Regions from separate parts of the Gossypium hirsutum genome. Here region 1 is linked to region 2. Evidence: chromatin contacts called from public Hi-C data. All regions are on one chromosome and are shown on one strand. Each heading gives the region's core, a stretch centred on a gene start, on an enhancer-like site or on the middle of the called end of the contact. The rest is flanking DNA. Distances are from core to core; before and after follow the strand shown. Region 1 holds the start of LOC107886462 (REF/SRPP-like protein At1g67360). Region 2 holds the start of LOC107886471 (ranBP2-type zinc finger protein At1g67325).

Region 1 (2,700 bases), core at 143-2,642, 800 kb before region 2:
TGGTTGCTCTCTTTTAGCTATCCATGGTGGAACAAAGGATGGGAAGAAGTTCCAAGCTGATTGGAATGCCATTAAAGCTGTTAAAAATGCACTTAAAATGCCAGTTTTTGCCTGTCTCTTTGTACTAATCCCGCTGTTAGTTATATGTTTCCATGAGTTATATGTGTTGTGTAAGTGGTTGTAGTGTTTAGTACAAAGTTTGCAATTTTTCAGTCTTGTTCTATTTTATTTTGTCACTCAACATGAGCTACTCAGATGATATAGCAGAGTGTATCTCAATTTTTTTACTTCTGCATGTAATAAAATGCCTCACATTTTGGAAATGTTTTACCTTCTACTTATTAATAATTTTATGATTGTTTGGAAAATGAAATTTGTGTTTGTGTTTGGTCATTGCTCAATAATTTGGAGCATGTTTTAACTAAAATATATACATATGGTTGTTTATGTAAATTAATTTGTATTTAACCATAAATAATTATTATTTAATTCAAAAATAAATAAAATTATGTTAGAAAGAATTTTTTTGAACGAGTATTCTTTGATGTTCAAAGCTTAGATTTTGTAAAAATTTTGTTAAAGCCAAATCATCCGAACATAAAAAAAAAATTTATAAGTTCATTTTTGAGAAATTATATTTTTAAGTAATTTTTCATGTAATAGCACACCCTGATTATTAATATATCGAGGATTAACCACTAATATAATAATAAAAGAATATATTGATATTAAATCTGTAGTTCACATCCCAATCCAAAACACTAAACAACTCCGATTCTTCTCCTATATATATTAATATGTTCAATTTTATATAAAATATAGAAAACACAACCTAATACAACTTATAAAATTATAATATTTTTGTAAAAAAAAATCTAATAATTAAATCTTAACGACTCAACACTTGCTTCCCTCCTATCACAATTTTGAGTTCCAAAAGTAAAATGAGACACAAAAGCGGTTGAATTATTTAAAGTTATTGAGTTATTAAATTTTTTTAAAAAAATTTGATTAGTGAATTTTAAGTGACACTTCAATGATCAATAAAATAGATTAATATTTATTAATAAGTATAATAACATATCTTATATCTAAGTTAATTTGATAATTAATGTCAAAAATTAAAGAACAATATTTTTTGAATGTTAGTTTGAAATTTATAACATTCAACATTATTTTTTAAAAAAAATTAAACTGTAAAAAGAAAGAGTAAGAAAATCTTTCAATTTGTGCAAGTAATACAAACGAAAAAAGTTATACAATAATTATTTTAATCATTCAATAGCTTAAATAAAAACTTTTAAATTATTTTAAAATTTTTAAAATTAAATAATTAAAATATAATTTACAAATAATTTAATAATATTCAGCGCAATTAGATAGAATAAAAATTGGTGTGGGAATGGGTGGACCTCACAACAGACCGCCCAAGAATAAGAAAATGGTTCCCTTAGATATTATTGCATCTCCACCAAGTAAGATCCTTCCACGTGTCCTTCTAGAATCCTCTATTTGCTCCCAGAAAAGTAAAGAAAGATGAAATTGGAAAACCGCCCGCTCTGGCATTGTGATATCCTTAGATCCGATATAAACCGTTGGATCTCATCTAACATCCCATATGAATTCATCTATAAAATAAATAAAATTGCACTTGTTTTACACCGTAGATTACGATCGTTTATTTTCTCTCAAAAAAGTGAAGCAAAGAATACTTGCATCAAACAGATGGCAACCATGGAGAAGGTATTTTGATCTCTTCTTTCTTCTTCTCCTCCTTTCTCCCTTATTTTCAAAATTTAAGCTTAGAGCTTTTTTGTTTGTGATTTGATTTAAAATTTTAGGGGTTAGAGTTTGAGAACAAGAATTTAGGCCTCAAGCACCTAAACTTCGTCAGGGTGGCTACAATCCACGCCTTGGTTTGCGTCTCGAACCTTTACGATTACTCTAAACAGAACTCGGGGCCGTTGAGATCCACCGTTGACGCCGTCGAGCATGCCGTTACCACTGCCGTCGGTCCCGCCTACGGGAAATTTAAGGATGTTCCTGATCATTTTCTTGGATTTCTTGATAACAAGGTATTCGCCCATTAAGAAAAAATCACTGTTTGGAACTTTTGATCAGAAGTTTCTGTTGATTAGTTCTTTCTCGTCTTTAAGTTTAGCAAGTAATTTTAGTATTTTGAAATTCATCGGAAGAGTAAGGATTAAATCTAATATTTTAAAAATGGGGAAAGTTAAGTTTAGCGTGAACCAATTTATTCCTAACTTTATTATCGTATTTGATTAAAATAACCGTAGGTAGATGAGGTTTCACACAAATTTGACGAGCATGCTCCAGCACCAGCCAAGCAAGTGGTTAACCTGGCCCACGATTTGGTCCAAAAGGCAACCCAAAAGGCTCAGAAACTAGTAGAGGAGGCTCGAACCAATGGAGCACGAGGGGCTTTGCACTACGCTGCAGCTGAGTACAAGAACTTGGTGTTGGTAAGCTCGACCAAGTTGTGGGTTAAACTGAACAGCAACTTGACTTTCAACTCAGTGACAGAAAAGGTTGTTCCCAAAGCAGCTAATTTGTGTGAGAAATACAACAGTTGGTTAAAGGAGAAGAGCGGAAAAGGTTATCCTGTGGTTGGGTATTTACCATCGATTCCCGTTGATGCCTTTGGGAAGGCTGTTAAGGAAGCTGAAGGAAAAGAGAAAG
Region 2 (2,700 bases), core at 4-2,503:
AAAAAATACCAAAACGCCTTTAAACATAGTAACATAAAACATGCTTTGGCCATACTTCAAAGATATCATGAAAAGCAAATTTGATATCAATCTAAGCATTGATTAAATGAAAATTTGGCTTCATGAATGCCAACTTACTTGGAACTTCAATTTAATAAGCTCAAACATAACCACCAGAGCTTCTAACATATCAATTAAATATTAGGCTACTCAAGATAACAAATGGCCATTGAAACTAGCATGATCATACATATCGACATTCTAGATACATGCCACAAGTCATAAATACACTAAGTTTCATACTATAGATAAGTTTGTTGCTAGTGTGATGATTTCAAGTTGAGACGACTTCAAGGATTTGAAAGCGATAATCTACAAGCAAAAACAATAACACGTAAGCATGAAATACTTAGTAAACTTAAATAGAAAAATACTATACTAGAAAGAACTCAATAAGCTTTACACATACATGTTAGCAATGGCATATAAATAAGGTAACTGCATAAGAATCCATATAAATGTGATGGAATACAATATTCAGTAAGTGTTCATAATCTTTTTTTTTCCTTTGCTTACGTACATGCACTTAATTCATGACATTGTAATATTCAATTACCATTTCTCAAGTTGATCAAAATTGTCAAATTCATGCATTTTATAACCATAAATTCTTTTCCTTAATCATTTCTAGTTCTTTTTCACCCAATGTAGCCTTAGTGAATTATATATGCTCTCTCTTTTATGTGACAATATTATTTATGAATTTGTTTTATGATTTTAAGAAAAATATTTTACTGTTGACAATATAATATCGTACATGTAAATTAAAAATAATACATTTTAATAATTATGATTTTTATTTTAAAAAACCTTGCAATCAAACTATACAAAACAATTTTTTAAATATTTTAAATAATTAACCTAATATATTTTAATTCATACTAAATTAATTAATGTATCACATATGTAAACCTATATATTAGATTGAGATCAATAAGATTATTTAAAAGCAATTGAACCTTGACCAACAAATTCGAGGCATGCTAATTGAAGAGTACATGGACCGTCCAAAATAGGCAAAGGTCACACCGAAGTCCAAACACCGGCCCCCATCCAAATCACAATAACGGCGTCAGAAATTCAGAGGGGCAGCAGCGAGCAACCGTTTATACTTATTTTAAACCAAATTTTCAACTACATCCCTCACATCACGCATAAAAGTTCCCTGGTTATTCTGTTTAAAGTCCGTTAGTTTGTCGCCGCCCTTTTATCGCAGGTAGGGCAAATTCCCAATTCCCTCTCTCTTGTTTCGAATCTTCACACCGAAACAGTCATAACTCCCTCTATTGCCGCCGCCTCAATGTCTCAGGTATTATTCCCTTCCAATTCTCTGAATTTGCCCTCTTATAGATTCGAGCATCCAACTTAATAGATCTAATAATAGATTTGTCTTGAAAATCAATTCCCCTTTGTCAAACTAGGATTCTCTTTTTTCTTTCGATTTTTTTTATGTGCTTTTCTGTTGCTGCTTAATTCTCCAATTTATTATTGAAAAGTGGAAATTAATTTCGTAATTATTGCGTAGTATCGATTTATGCACATAGTTTCGGTGATTAACCTTCTTTCTTGGGGGTGGCAATTGGTTCAGGTTGATAATAGAAACTCTTCTGCAGCGAAGCGAGCTAGAACCGATGGTATGCCGCTTAATTTTATTTTTATTTCATTCTGTGTACTTTTTAACATGTTCAATTTTGGCAATTTTGAATTTTTATGGTTAAATTTGTAGGTAGTCGTAGGGAAGATGATTGGACATGCCCTAGTTGCGGGAATGCCAATTTTTCATTTAGAACTACTTGCAATATGCGCAATTGCACTCAACCCAGGCCAGCTGTTCATAACTCAGTAAGTCTTCATATTTATTAGCCAATGGCGTTCAAAATATTCCTGAGTTTTTGAATATTGTTGAAATTTTAATTGCTTTAGTTTTGGCTCGTAGGTTTCGATTTTCTGTTCAGATTGGAATTGTTTTTCAACAGAATTAGTAATAGAAGAGCGGATTCTTCAAAATATGTGGCTTAGCCAGTTATTTTGTTAATACCTGGTTCTGTGCTGAAAGACCAGAGTATATTATGTGATACCCAATGCTTGCTTCGTTCTAGTCCGTTTATGTCCTATTTTTTTTCATAACTCTGTTTATTATAAAATCGTAAATCTTTTCTACTGTTTGTTTCTCCCTTTAGAAACTGACCCTTTGCATTTTCTTTCTCCCATTATTTATTTTTAAAGCTTGAGTTGGTAATTTTCCCCTTTCAGAAATCTGCAGGCAAGCCTCTCCAGGTGCCACAGAGTTATTCATCGTCTGCTCCATATGTAGGTTCTGGAGCACCATCTTCTATGTATCTCAGTGTACCACCTTATGGTTCTTCCCTCTTCAATGGTTCCTCTATTCCTCCATATGAAGCACCTTTTTCTGGAGGATCGGCTTATCATTACAATTATGGCAGTCGTCTTTCTGGTGGCAGTCCCTTTCGGCCGCTCCATATGCCTTCTGGACCACCCCCTTATTCTAGTGGGCCTATGATAGGGAATGGTATTGGTAATCTGCCTTCCCGTTTATAATTGCTATTACTTTTCATATTTATTCACTCTTGCAAGTTAAATTGTTGACCAAGAAAACCCGTTGATCATAGTTATTTCTTG

Evidence for each region. A called contact is a pair of places that touch in the nucleus more often than the background predicts.
Region 1: a Hi-C map of leaf shows a contact between it and region 2, with 4 times the contacts expected there. The contact joins the promoter of LOC107886462 here to the promoter of LOC107886471 in region 2. A contact is called at or near these places in 10 of 34 Hi-C or Micro-C datasets (anther, callus, hypocotyl and 1 more).

What each region holds. Positions count from the first base shown.
Region 1 is chrA03:92,094,277-92,096,976 of Gossypium_hirsutum_v2.1, reverse strand. LOC107886462 (REF/SRPP-like protein At1g67360) reads left to right here and starts at 1,392. Exons shown (of 3, transcript XM_016810426.2): 1 at 1,392-1,743; 2 at 1,842-2,075; 3 at 2,298-2,700. The coding sequence starts at 1,537.
Region 2 is chrA03:91,297,527-91,300,226 of Gossypium_hirsutum_v2.1, reverse strand. LOC107886471 (ranBP2-type zinc finger protein At1g67325) reads left to right here and starts at 1,253. Exons shown (of 10, transcript XM_016810439.2): 1 at 1,253-1,369; 2 at 1,649-1,694; 3 at 1,787-1,902; 4 at 2,314-2,596. The coding sequence starts at 1,361.